Linked DNA regions of Ovis aries: region 2 is linked to region 1. Evidence: chromatin contacts called from public Hi-C data. All regions are on one chromosome and are shown on one strand. Each heading gives the region's core, a stretch centred on a gene start, on an enhancer-like site or on the middle of the called end of the contact. The rest is flanking DNA. Distances are from core to core; before and after follow the strand shown.

Region 1 (7,384 bases), core at 2,768-5,267:
CATATTCAAAGGCAGAGACATTACTTTGCTGACTAAGGTCCATCTAGTCAAGGCTATGGTTTTTCCAGTGGTCATGTATGGATGTGAGAGTTGGACTGTGAAGAAAGCTGTGAAGAAAATTGATGCTTTTGAACTGTGGTGTTGGAGAAGACTCTTGAGAGTCCCTTGGACTGCACGGAGATCCAACCAGTCCTTTCTAAAGGAGATCAGCCCTGGGATTTCTTTGGAAGGAATGATGCTAAAGCTGAAACTCCAGTACTTTGGCCACCTGATGCGAAGAGTTGACTCATTGGAATAGACTCTGATGCTGGGAGGGATTAGGGGCAGGAGGAGAAGGGGACGACAGAGGATGAGATGGCTGGATGGCATCACCGACTTGATGGACATGAGTTTGAGTGAACTCCAGGAGATGGTATGGACAGGGAGGCCTGGTGTGCTGCAATTCATGGGGTTGCAGAGTCGGACACAACTGAGCGACTGAACTGAACTGAACTGAACTACCTAACAATTATCATCAAATGATGAATCCTGGTGATTAATAATGCATACACAATAATGCAATAATGCCTTTCATATTTCAGTGAAATAATATTAAGTCCCCTAGCATACCTGCACACCCGCATGTAAGTTTGCAATTGTTTTTTTCATTATGTACAGCTATAGTACAGTACAAGGGTAATTTTCTAATCTTTTCCCCTACTTCTAAGTTTATCATTAAACCCTTAGCTTTTAGATTGTATTTAAACAAGCTCTTTGACTATGACTAGAAAGTAGTTTAAGTGATAAACACACATTTTTTAAAATTTCCATAAAATAATGTGCTCTAGGATTTTAAGTTTTCCAGATTAACCCAATTAATTGAAATAGAATATACATTTTCATTGAAATGAAAAGCATGTAATAGATGATACAAGGCATGGCTTTCACATTATGATTCAGTGTGTGTGGGTTGCTCAGTCGTGTCTGACTGTTTGCGACTGCATGGACTATAGCCTGCCAGGCTCCTCTATCCATGGAATTCTCCAGGCAAGAATACTGGAGAGGGTTGCCATTCCCTTTTTCAGGGGATCTTCCTGACCCAGGGATTGAACCTAGGTCTCCTGCATTGCAGGCAAATTTTTTACCGTCTGAACCACCAGGGAAGCCCCATCAGCTGGTTGGAACATCAAAACGCTAATTTTTACAAATTGCTAGAAGCTGGGTGTGGACTAATGAGAAAGTCCCGAGAGCCATGGACCTCTCGGAGAGGTCTTAACATTTTTATGGCTTTTACCACTTGGCTCTCATGATGTAGATCTAAGAAAGACCTCCTGTGGCTCTGGCCAGAGTGGGTGGGAAGACCAACCCGCAAAATAGACCAAGAGCTTTCTCCACAATAAAGGCTTACAGCTCAGGTTAACCCTTGTGTAAAGAATACATTTTATTGGTTTTTCCTTGTGCCTTAAGGTGAACAATTGAGAAAATACTGGTTTAAGCCAGCAGTTCAGAAATGTGGGTCCTGGGATAAGAAGCATCAGCATGTTCTGGGAACCTGTTAGAAATGCAGGTCTTTGGAATCCACTTCAGGACTACTGATTGGACACTCTAGGGGTGGGGCCAGACATTAGTGTTTTAACAGATCTTCCAGGAAATTCTGATGGAGCTAACAGTTGAGGCATAAGAAGTTTGAGAAAAATAGAGAGCCCAAGACAGATCCTTTGCGTTAACAGGGGCTCTTCTGTGATGTGAGGGCATCTAGATGTTTCCTTGTGCTTGTTTGGTATAGGGAAGGGGGTGAGGAAGAAGGCTACTGAAAACCAGAAGACTTAGAATGGCCTTTCCAGAGTCTGGAATAGATGCGCAGGGAGTTGAAGCCACGAGCAACTCCCCTAAACCAGGGGTTTCCAGGGGTTGGCGGCATCTGAAAGAATCAAGGGGAAGCCAAGGCAGCAACAAGGTGGACCAACCGCCCGTTTTGCACATACCAGCACCCAGGGAGGGTACAGTGAGCTTCTGGTGAGCTGTTAACAGAAGGGGAAGGAAGCATAAGCTCTCAGAATGTTTGTATAAAGTAAGACTATTTTCATGTCTAATATGGAATATAAAGTTATACCCACACCCTTTCCCTGCCTAAACCCTAACCAGTTAACTTGGAGCTCATGAAGCAGTCACAGACAAATTTAAAAAGATGACAAAACCAACAATTTTGAAATTGTAGAGAGTGCATATATTTTGACACAACTACATAAAGTTGCTTAATAACATTTGGTTATCTAGAAAATATTTGAGAATTAAAGTCTTTTTTTTTTTTTCAGATTTCTTTTCTCAAATAGTCTCTATGAAGTGAATTTAATGGAAATATTGACTACTGAAATAGAGATGTTGCGGTGAAAAACTGAAACCACTAGAGGGCAGTAAAAGCACATTTCTTGTGTTGCAGCAGATTTAATTATAACTTTAAACCAAACACTACCCAAATGCCCTTTTTTGTATTTCTACCTTGGTCTAGAGTTACACCTCACCTCCGCAGTTCAGATTCCTAGAGAATTTCTCCATGTAGGTAAAACAACAACAACAATTATTTTCAATGCACACATTTTTGTTTATCTGCTCTATTTTCGCTGTGGCTTGTAATGATATAATCCTGAGACATTGAACAATTAAGTCATAAGTTCAATGTCTTCTCCTCAATAACCTATTAGGTTCATGGAAGTATATCCCCAAATTCATCTATATATGTGGACACCCATGGTTGTGTGCATGTGTTTACCCAGAAAAGTTTGAGTAAATAAATAAAATATTGTATGTAATCATACAGTGAGCCAGCAGAATTCTTTGCAGGCACATTCATAAAGTATCTTTATTCTTTCTTATCACTGTCCTGTAAACCCACTGTCAAAACTGACCTCTTTTTCATGACCATCTTGGATAAATCTTGGGCAAGTCCCATAATTTCTCAGAAGTTAAAAAAAAAAAAAGTCAAGTTATTTTGTTTCCTTCTCAGCTTATCTCATTTCAGTAAGTAAAATGAGACGGACTTCAGTAAGTCCGTCTTATAAAATACTTAAAATTCTAAACTTCGTGTAAAGTTTATCTTCCCTGTTTTGTCTGCTCTTGCAGGGGGGAGAAGTGCTGGGGTGGCGACACCCATTCAGGTTGGTTTCTCTGCCTAGTTTCTACTCACCTGGCTGCTTACTAGGCTGCCTCTGACTTCCGGAAGATTGAGAGAAAGAGGGGGAAGAGAGGTACAGAGATGACTTTCTTTGAAATCTGTGATACACACTGATTTTCTCTGGCTGTGGAAGAACTTTATGCCTAACTTCTCTTGAGTTAACTTGTGGGAACTTCGAGAGCTGCGTGATTTCACTACTAGATCGAGGGCCATCTTAATTGGTGTGAGCCCCGTGCAGACTCTCAGGACCTTAGGGGGGCCTCAGGCTTGTTTTAATGCTCTGTCATCACCATCTTGAAATGTTTAAATTTTGAGCAAGAGCACGCTGCGTTTTCCTTTTTTACTGCATCCTTATGTGCTAAGTTGCTTCAGTCGTCTCCAACTCTTTGTGACCCTATGGACTGTAGCCCTCCAGGCTCCTCTGTCCATGGGATTCTCCAGGCAAGAATACTGGAGCGGGTTGCCATGCCCTCCTCCAGGGGATCTTCCTGACCCAGGGATTGAACCCTCATCACTTGCATCTCCTGCATGGGCAGGTAGGTTCTTTATCACTAGCGCCATGACCCGGCAAATTACAAAGCAAGTCCTAAGTGAGCCACTCAGCTTCAGCTCCATTGCCAGGCAGTGCCTCTCCTCAGCTGAAAATCTACAGTCTCCCCCTCAATCTCTTTCTGGTCAGATAACCTCTACAGCAGAAACCAACTTGGGCAGGATTCCATGAACTGAGACCACAAGCCAATATCCCTACTTAGCTTCTTGTGTTGTAGGAAAGCAAACACTTCGGGAAGAACAGCGATTGGAAACCTCTAAGCTGGTGCTACAAGTTCTCTGTGGAGTCAGACTCTCCAAAGAGACTTTTGTCCTCAGCCATGAGTCAGATGATTCTATTGTTTTAAATGACAATGGTCCCACTGAAGCTCTCCTTGAAACCCCCCTCCTCCAGATAATTGTCAAATCAATCCTTCATCTAACTCTCTGACTTCTTCACCTCAATTCTTTTATATCCTCAAGAGGAATGAGGAGCTGAGGGTCTAAACTTCCGTTTTTGGCTCTCCTATGCAGGATCTCCAAAGGGGTTTAGCGTCACTCTGAAAACTGCTGGTTCTTGCCCTCTGTTCTTCTGTTCTCAGCCTTTTAAGAAACTTGGCAGAAGCAGAGTCCCAGGACAGTGCTCAACCACATCATTTATAACAACAAATTCTTATTTAAAGGGAGAGATTTTGAAATTAAAATTCTTGAGAAACATTTTAAGTAACACCAGTTCTATAAAGATGTTAATAACCTCATCTATAGAAAAGTTCCATTCAAATATGTTGAGCATCTCTTTTGTCTAGGAACCAGCATTAAGTTCGATTGATATGCAAATTAATAAGACTCTTGGTGAGCTCACAGTTAGGGGACAACATAGATGATTTTGTGAAGATGGGTGATAATAAAGTTTTGTCTTGGGTTTTGTGCAACTTTCCTGAGCTTGTGGGTGAGAGCCGGGGTTGTGGAGCTTCTTCCCTGAAGCTTCCTGATTGATAGATCGCTTAAAGCGTCTGTCTACAATGCGTGAGACCAGGGTTCAAGCCCTGGGTTGGGAAGATCCCCTGGAGAAGGAAATGGCAATCCACTCCAGTACTATTGCCTGGAAAATCCCATGTATAGAAAGGAGCCTGGTAGGCTACAGTCTGTGGGGTCGCAAAGAGTCGAACACGACTGAGCGACTTCACTTCACTTCACTTCGTAGGACCACTCCTCATAGCTGACTCTCTGGCTCCACCATATCCACAGTGGAGTTGGGACAGGATGAATTCCCAGCTTACACACTTTTAGACAAGGGGTTCCATTTTACCCATAAACTATTTTATGCCTATTCAAAACTAAGTTCCATAGCAAAGCTTTGCATAAGGCATCTTGCATTTTTTCCTATCTTGTTGCTATAAGGAATCAGTATTAGAGCCAACAGACAAAAACCTTTTTTAGCTTCTCCTTCAGTGTGTGACAAACAGTCCACAAACAGAAGTGGGTGGATATCAGACTCTGTGTGTTCCATTAATAGATAGAAGAGGGAAGCCAATAGCGGCATTCTCGGTGACACTCCATATCTTAATGTGGAATTTTGCCCCCTCTTCCTTTTTATTTCCCTCCTTGGAGAGGTCCTATTATGATTAATAAAATCTTATTAAATCTTTTAGGTTATGAACCCCTTTCAGAATGAAGGGGACATTTAGATATCTATCAAGGAAAAAAATCTCCTAAATTCATTGAGTTAAAAAAAAAATCCCATTTAGTAGGAAAGGAAACAGGGGATAGGGTGGATTTCAATTTGGAATTTCCTGGACATAGCAATTATAAAGTGATTCACAACTTGGAAACATCTGCCCAGATTTTGTCTTTTTGCTACTAAAGAAAGAAAATCAATGCATAATGATTACAGAGTTTGATAACTGGATCATTTTCTAAATATGCTGACTTAACTGGGTGTTATTTGTCTTGTGTGTGTGTGTGTGTGTGTGTGTGTAACTCAGTCATGCTGTTTTTCTTGGGGGAGGGGATCACATTTTGCGTAAATATCCTCTGCAATAATGGAGCCAAAACACGCCTTCTGATCAGCCCTGATGTGTTTCTTCCCTGAAGCACTGAAATCATCTTGTACCACTTTCAAATCATCATGTATCACTCTCAGTACAAAGCAGCAGTATTTCTGAAGCAATATCAATTGCTCCATAGCCTGTGCATTGGGCATTAGTACATCATATCATATACTTTTCATTAATGATAATTTCTCCCATTTTCAGAATAAGGATCTCACACTTTCAGGAAAGATGTCAGGAAGGCTCATTGCTCATCTGTACCTGCATCTTCCCAAGGGATATCTGTTTTTCAGTTATTCCTTTCTATCTAGATATATACTAGAGTTAAAGCTGTAAAGTCCTCATCTGCTATTGTTAAAACCTCTGGTGGAAGGCCCAGATTTTCAGTCATGTCTCTGTCCACCGCAACTTTGAGAGGTCCACTCAATTTATACCCCAGTGGAGGGTATCAGAGGTCTGAGGGTCAAAACTTTCTTACAGAGCATTTGCCTTTTCTGGCTGAACTCTGGACAATAACAAACGATTAAGTCATACTCTTATGGCTAGAATATTTGAATGAAGAGTTCCAAAGAATAGCAAGGAGAGATAAGAAAGCCTTCCTCGTTATCAATGCAAAGAAATAGAGGAAAACAACAGAATAGGAAAGACTAGAGATCTCTTCAAGAAAATTAGAGATACCAAGGGAACATCTCAAGCAAAGGTGGGCTCAATAAAGGACAGAAATGGTATGGACTTAACAGAGGCAGAAGATGTTAAGAAGAGGTGGCAAGAATACACAGAAGAACTATACAAGAAAGATCTTCATGACCCAGATAATTACGATGGTGTGATCACTCACCTAGAGCCAGACATCCTGGAATGTGAAGTCAAGTGGGCCTTAGAAAGCATCACTACGAACAAAGCTAGTGGAGGTGATGCAATTCCAGTTGAGCTATTTCAAACCCTGAAAGATGATGCTGTGAAAGTGCTGCACTCAATATGCCAGCAAATTTGGAAACCTCAACAGTGGCCACAGTACTGGAAAAGGTCAGTTTTCATTCCAATCCCAAAGAAAGGCAATGCCAAAGAATGCTCACTACCCAAAATTGCATTTATCTCACACACTAGTAAAGTAATGTTCAAAATTTTCTAAGCCAGGCTTTAGCAATATGTGAACCGTGAACTTCCAGATGTTCAAGCTGGTTTTAGAAAAGGCAGAGGAACCAGAGATCAAATTGCCAACATCCGCTGGATCATGGAAAAGCAAGAGAGTTCCAGAAAACATCTATTTCTGCGTTATTGACTATGCCAAAGTCTTTGACTGTGTGGATCACAATAAACTGTGGAAAACTGTGAAAGAGACGGGAATATTAGACCACCTGACCTGCCTCTTGAGAAACCTATATGCAGGTCAGGAAGCAACAGTTAGAACTGGACATGGAACAACAGACTGGTTCCAAACAGGAAAAGGAGTATGTCAAGGCTGTATATTGTCACCCTGCTTATTTAACTTCTGTGCAGAGTACATTGTGAGAAACCCTAGGCTGGAAGAAGCACAAACTGGAATCAAGATTGCTGGGAGAAATATCAATAACCTCAGATATGCAGATGACACCACCCTTATAGCAGAAAGTGAAGAAGGGCTAAAGAGCCTCTTGATGAAAGTGAAAGAGGA
Region 2 (7,359 bases), core at 1,846-4,345, 710 kb after region 1:
CCAATTTTTAAGTCTGCTACCAAACTCTTCCTGCAGTAGGCCCACATGATCTACATTTTTAAACCTACTTTTCAAGTTGAATGAAATGAAACCAAACCACACCCTTTCTGTTACTTTTTGTTTCAACACCTTTGTACGAAATGTGGCGTAAAATATAGGAAAACTTCAGAGCAATGAAAAAACAGACATTTCCAAAGATGACTAATGCATTAAATGTGATTTTCTATTTTTCAGTGCAAACAGAAAAGTTTGTATCTTTGTCCTCTTCCAGACTCAGAAGTGTGAAGGATGCCCGTAGGGAGTCACTCCTTGCTGTGGCTGGTTACCTAGTGAGAGAAAAAAATTCAAACAAAATTGCAGATGCAAAATTAGGCTACAGATAGATGGTATGCACGTGTCACTGCTTTCAGTACCAGCCTCAGGAACAGGAGAACAGACTGGCCTGGGAGTCTAACACTAGACAGACCCTTGAGTGGCCAGGTCTTAACAGCACTCTTGGATTCATTCTGCAGAGGGGCCAGCTCTACATCACGGTCCCACACCTGTCAGCAAAAGGCCTTGGGATGTGGGTAACTGACCCATCAAAAGTCTCTATCCCTGAACCACCTAAATACTAACATTAAAAGGGACTGTTAAGTATCATAAAACGTTAAAGGTTCTCAACACTTCATAAAAGTACACCAGAAATTCTACTTTAACACTGACATTATAATAGTTGAAAGAGAAGTAGCTTGAAGTGGGCAGTTTTCTGCAAATGGCCATAGATACATCAGAGAGAACTAGGCAAGAGTGTATCCACATGAGAGAGAGGCTGCATGTATGAGACGAGCGTATGCCTATGCACGTATGTCTATGCACACAGACAAAGAACCATGCACAGGTTCAAAAAAATGACACAGGCTTAGAAACAGCTACTGCTCACACAACTCTGGTGGGACTGTTCAAATCCAGAGGCCCCATGCAAACAGACTATGGCATAAATGGAGCCCTCTGGAGATGTGCAATGGGCAGCTCAGCTTAGTCGCCCTTATTCAACAAAGGAGACCAGCATCACTGCTAATGTCAGGCAGCAGAATCTATACTGTGGTTAAAAGGTGGCTCTGGAATGAGTCACTCTGAGTTTTAGTCCCAGCTGTTGGCTGAGTAACCTTGGGAGACACGTCAGTGTCCCTGTTCTCTAGTCGTTTTCTCATCTGTAATATGGGAATAGCAATAATACCTTATCGCAGGTAAAGAATCTGCCTGTAATGTGGGAGACCAAGGTTCAGTCCCTGGGTTGGGAAGATCCCCTGGAGGAAGGCATGGCAACCCACTCTAGTATTCTTGCCTGGAGAATCTCATGGACAGAGGAGCCTGATGGTCTACAGTCCATGGGGTCGCAAAGTATCGGATACAACTGAGCGACTAACATGAGGTGGTTTAGAAATTAAGTGAATTAACACATGTAAAGTCATAGTGCCTGGGGGCCCTGAACCTGCCCCCTAGTACACTTGAGGGCATCAGCCAAGATGCTCTCTGGGGCATCTAGCTTTGCAAGAAAAGAACCTGTTGTTTCTTGGGGTCCCCGAGATGGAAAGAAACATTCCTAGACTCAGATGGAAGCAATAGGAAAACATCTTTGCTGAACTCAAGGAAAAGACTGGGGCTTCTGCAGGAAAAGAAGCCTTCAAACCATGACTGAACACAGTAGGGACAACCAGGACTAAAGCGAACAGGAAAGCGGCGAGGAAGACCGTGGTTTTTGAGGAGCAGCCAAGCTCCACCTCCTGGAAGCCGTGTGTTTCTGAGGGAGAATACTTACTGGAAAGCTGCTTCTGGAGCTGCCGCACCAGGGCAGCCGTCTGCTGTTGCTGCTGGGTCTGCTGCAAGCCTTGCCTGGGGAACTGTCATCGGGAGAAAGGAGAGAGTCAGCACCCATCAGAGAAAAGAAGAGAAAGCCTGCAGCCACGCCTGGTCCACATCTGGCCTTCACCTGAAAGTGCCTGATCCATTCCAAACCCATTTCCAGGTGGGGATGTAGCCTTTACCGGAGGAGCCCCGAGGAAGAGTCCAGAGGTGCCCAGTGGTTCACAGATCCTTGATCCCTCACCCATCACCAGCTGACTAGTTGGTGTCACTATATTACAAACCATTTGCAGCAGCAAACTGAAAGCTGCCTGGTGGGAGGATTGGGTCAAGTACCACAGGCCTGGCCTTGAGTGAATGGAGACAAGAGCGTGGGCACAGAGGCCTGGACCCCATTGGGACTGCACCTTCCTGCTTGGTGGAGGACAGAGGTTGGGTAGGATGAGACCAGAGAGGCACGGAGGAGGACCACACTTCGAGGAGGCGCTGGCTTCCAGAGTTCTACGTGTGCAGAACAATCCGAGGGCCTGAGTGCCCTGGTTCCAGCCATTAAGTTGATACAAGAAATTGCAGTAGTTATTCCAAAGAGGGGGAAAAAAACCTATGTGGCAGAAGTAAAACCACCTCTGATTAACATCATTCATAGTGCTGATTTACTTTCTTCCTTAACCTTCAGATTTCAGAGTGTCACTCTAGCCTTCCTTTTCTTTATACCTCTCCCCGCCCCTTCTTTCAGCCAGGCCTATGACTGTCCCAACAAAGGATGCATTCTGATGCAAGGTTATCTTAATCAGATACACATTGGGATTAATTAACTTACCTCCACAGGCCCATCCCCCACCCACTCGGGCTGGAGTGCTGGCCCACTGACCTCCTGACCTCTAAGCAGGGGTGGGGCGCACCCTGGAGATGGCAGGGCAGAAGCAGAGTCAAATCTCCGGTGTGTTTTCCTTTGCTTAGGAATAATGTGTTGGGTGTTTTCCTCCATTGCTATGACATCCAACAAATGAGTTATCCAAATCCAGGTGCTTTTCTGGATTCCAGGACGCCAAAGTGAGTAAACACAGTCCTTGCCTCCTGACAGCTGTGTCCTGACACTGTGACACCACTATCAGTGAGCAAAGGGACGAAGTAACAAGGCAACACTCAGCTTAAACCTGCACTGCCGACTGAGGCTCCACAGATAGACAGGCCCTCCTCTGATTGACAGGACACAAACCTTCCTCTCTACCAGCTTTGGCAGAAGAGACTGCAGCGCTGCCCAGGCCCCTCCTCTGAGCACGTGGATGGAACAATGTGTTCCGGATGGCAAACACAGAGAAGACCAGCAGCCAGCGGATTTCAGAGTACTTAGCATGTATTCATTTGCCGGCTAACTGGCAACTTCCACCCAGCCTTTTTTTATTTTTTAACCTGAACTAGTTTTTATTCTCAGTGAAAAAAAGAAACCCAAAGTATCAGTGCTGTTACCACAAATCTCCCAAGAAAGCCTTCCCCATACCTCCTTCCATAAATATGACTTCTCTTTTTCCTTCGGGGGCGGCGCAGGGGGGGGGGGCGGGACGGGGCGTGGACTCCTATTCATACAAAGGATGGCAATCTGGCTCAGTAAGTTCCATGGACCCAATTTTTTGGAGGAAAAAAAAAAAAAAAAGATTATTATCTGGCTAATTTGGAATTCCAGAGGCATTCTGAAAAATTTCTGACTGGAACATATGAACTCCTTGAGGAAAGTTACATGACAATTCCACCCTTATCTTTGATTAAAAGTTAATGTGATTATTTAAGTATCTATTTCTGCCATTATGCACATTTTTAAAAGCAAGTGTTCAACACAGTATGATATTGACATAACGATCAGTTAATTTTAAAAGCCATCTTTCCAAAGCTTTCTGTTAGCATGTTTTCCTGGCCACCCAACTATGGCAACCTGAATTCAAGATGAAAAGAAATTATGAGCACGATAGTGTAAACACTATTTTCTTTAAAGCTGGAAGCAACTTTAAAGAAAAAAATCATAGCCTGCTAACATAGTAAATTTAATCATAACAATTCATGAGCTTTAAAAGTATTTTTCAAGTCAATAACCATAAAACAGACCAAAGCCTGAGATGCCAAATCTAATTCTTCAGCAAGGGCACCCACTCTTTTCCAGATGCTCTTCCTTCACAGAAGGCAAGTGACTTGAGTAAGCAAATGACAACTCCTGATTTAATTTCTAAGCACGGGCTTTTCTTGTATTTTCTTTCTTAGAGGAAAGTTCTATTTTCTGATGACACTTTCTGAAAAAGCACTGGTTCTGTTGTAAGTCCATTTTGACTCTTAGGTGCACTTACAGAAATGACGAGCCTGCACACAGGGGTGTTGATGATAACTGTCTACATGACCCAGCTGCTGTTGTCAACAAGGAAACAGCCTGATAAGGAACTAGTAGTCAAAAGCAGTAACCAAATACAAATGTATCTTGAGGTCCCCTGCATTCACTTTCCTCTTTCAAAGCTTCCCATACTTCTCCTACTCCTCTTGACCTCTGTTGCTGCCGCTACTGCTGCTAAGCCGCTTCAGTCGTGTCCGACTCTGTGCCACCCCATAGACGGCAGCCCACCAGGCTCCCTCGTCCCTGGGATTCTCCGTTAGGGGTTGAATTATTTCCCCCCGCAAAAGATTCACTAGCATCCTAACCATCAGTACATCAGAAAGTGACTTCAGTTGGAAACAGAGTCTCTTTTTTAAAAAAGGGAAATCTGGACACAAACACAGAGAGAACATCATGAAAGGATGAAAGGGAAGATCAGGTGATGTGTCTACAAGCCAAGGAATGCTCCAGATTGCCAGGAAACAATCAGAAGCTCAGAGAGAGGTGTGGCTCAGGCTGTCAGAGAAACTGGCTACACCCACTCGATGATCTTGCACTTTGAGTCTCCAGAATGGTGAGAGCACAAATTTCTGATTGTTCAAGCCACACCCTTGGTGGTATATCATTACAACAGCTCTGGAAATACACACAACCCCACCAGGCTTCCACCACTTTCCGGGGCTCAGGCTGACATCTAACAGCCTTCGATGATTCTAAGCCATCCGGGGGCAGGATGCGAGCCTGGCACATCACCTCTGTGCTCCGTGACCTTAGGCACCGTGCTGGCCTCCACTGCACATCTGAGCGTACACACGTAGACTTGTGAATGTCACCAGACAGCAGGAGGGCAAGTCATGAGCAGAGTGGCGGCCATGTTAGCACCATCCCTTCCCCCGAGTCTGCAGGAAGGACAGCTGTGAGTGAGTCAGAGCTGGCGTCTCTTCAAAAGCCAGTTTACCACTTGGTCACCAGCAAGCAAACAAGCGGGAGAGGAAGAACACTAGCCAGTAACAAGAACTGGATCTGCTAGAGATGATATAATAAATATAATACATATAATCAATCTTAGCAGAACTAATAAGAAAAGGAACTGTAAACTAAAGATAAAAAGAAATAAATTGTGTTAAAATTGCTGAGGCTTTGTGTCATGGCTCTTCTGAAAATATACAACTAGAACCTTTTTCTTATACTTCTATTTTCTTTCACTGTGAGGGGAAAGGAAAAAAAAGAGCAATGGAATATGTAACAAAATATCCCCAGGATCACTAATATGCAACTGCTGCTGCTGCTGCTAAGTCGCTTCAGTCGTGTCCGACTCTGTGCGACCCCATGGACAGGAGGCCCCCCCAGTCCCTGGGATTCTCCAGGCAAGAACACTGGAGTGGGTTGCCATTTCCTTCTCCAATGCATGAAAGTGAAAAGTGAAAGTGAAGACGCTCAGTCGTATCTGACTCTTAGTGACCCCAAGGACTGCAGCCTACCAGGCTCCTCCATCCATGGGATTTTTCCAGGCAAGAGTACTGGAGTGGGGTGCCATTGCCTTCTAGGAATGATCTAAATGCTCAACAGTAGGTAGGGTGGTTAAACAAGTAATAGCAGAACAATACAATGGACTGACTTCTTCACACCTATTCTCAATGACAAACATGCATTATATTAATAAGCTTAAGAGGATATGTAAATAAGCATGCTATAATTAAGTATGCAAAAACTAATTATACTAATGCAAAAGTCCAAGATCACTGGTCATCCCTATAACTTGGAATTTGGAAATTATCTGAAGTCTATCACTCTAAGTGCTAAGTTTCTCAGTTCACCTTAAAACTTAGGATGTACAACACATCTGCCTTTGTACGAATAGCTGCTAACTAGATTATAATGTATTGGGCTTCCCGGTGGCTCAGTGGTAAAGAATCTGCATGCAATGCAGGAGACCTGAGCTCAGTCCCTGGGTTGGGAAGATCCGCTGGAGGAGGGCATGGCAACCAACTCTAGTACTCTTGCTTGGAGAATCCCATGGACACAGGAGCCTGGCGGGCTCCAGTCCATGTCGCACAGAGTCAGACACGACTGAAGCGATTAAGTGGCAGCAGCAGATTATAATGTATTGCTCTAAATATCAAAATAAAACATCGTGCTTCTCAAGGTAGCTTTTTAAAAGCTAAAAAAAAAAAAGCCTACTGTGGATTTTACTTTCTATTTACATGACTGTGAATGGAGGTCTTTGTTTCTCTGGAATTATTTTCCTTGGAATACACTGAAGAAGAATCATGAGCCTGACCTGACTGACCCACTAAGTCCCTGGGATGGAAGTGTCTTAAGCCAGTGAGTGAAATACAACCTGCTGCATTAAAACATATCAATATTGACCTAGAAGTCAACCCTGAATGTGTGATATATGTTCTCTATACACAAAAAATTATTAAACATTTATGAAACTATTAGAAGAGTAGAAAGGTACTAAATTTTGCTGTATGAGATATGCTTAATTCTAGTGCAATATGGGACCTGGGTCTCCTCTCAGCTCTGTATAAGTGGACCCTCTGCTAACAATTATAACGAAAATAGTTTGAAGTTAATTTCCACTCCAGTCATATAATTTTAACTTTGTGATAGAATCATTTCTTTTTTTCCAGTCAGTTCAGTTATCAGTCGTGTCTGACTCTTTGCGACCCCATGGACTGTAGCACACCAGGTTCCCTGTCCATCGCCAACTCCCAGAGCTTACTCAAACTCATGTCCATTGTGTCAGTGATGCCATCCAACCGTCTCATCCTGTGTCATCCCCTTCTCCTCCAGCCTTCAATCTTTCCCAGCATCAGGGTCTTTCAAACGAGTCAGTTCTTCCCATCAGGTGGCCAAAATATTGGAGTTTCAGCTTCAGCATCAGTCTTTCCAATGAATATTCAGGACTGATTTCCTTTAGGATTGACAGACTGGATCTCCTTGTAGTCCAAGGGACTCTCAAGAGTCTTCTTCAACACCACAGTTCAAAAGCATCAATTCTTTGGCGCTCAGCTTTCTTTACAGTCCAACTCTCACATCAATATATGACTACTGGAAAAACCATAGCTTTGACTAGATGGACATTTGTTGGTAAACTAATGTCTCTGCTTTTTAATATGCTGTCTAGGTTGGCCATAGCTTTTCTTCCAAGG

Evidence for each region. Hi-C and Micro-C count contacts between places; a contact is called where the count stands out from the background.
Region 2: a contact with region 1 is called in a Hi-C map of hypothalamus, with 6 times the contacts expected there. The contact joins two enhancer-like sites. A contact is called at or near these places in 6 of 16 Hi-C or Micro-C datasets (blood, hypothalamus, liver and 2 more).

What each region holds. Positions count from the first base shown.
Region 1 is chr1:236,695,369-236,702,752 of ARS-UI_Ramb_v3.0, forward strand. No RefSeq gene overlaps it. Among named protein-coding and RNA genes, the nearest start is that of TRNAC-GCA, 6.8 kb to the right of the region's middle. Within about 2 kb of position 4,018, at least 11 of the 54 cell types and tissues checked have an H3K27ac peak or open chromatin away from gene starts, as enhancers often do. A contact at or near this core is called in hypothalamus, where this site is marked.
Region 2 is chr1:237,406,731-237,414,089 of ARS-UI_Ramb_v3.0, forward strand. MED12L (mediator complex subunit 12L) reads right to left here. Exons shown (of 44, transcript XM_060394814.1): 43 at 1,802-1,883; 44 at 1-326. The coding sequence ends at 274. Among named protein-coding and RNA genes, the nearest start is that of IGSF10, 34 kb to the left of the region's middle. Within about 2 kb of position 3,096, at least 11 of the 54 cell types and tissues checked have an H3K27ac peak or open chromatin away from gene starts, as enhancers often do. A contact at or near this core is called in hypothalamus, where this site is marked.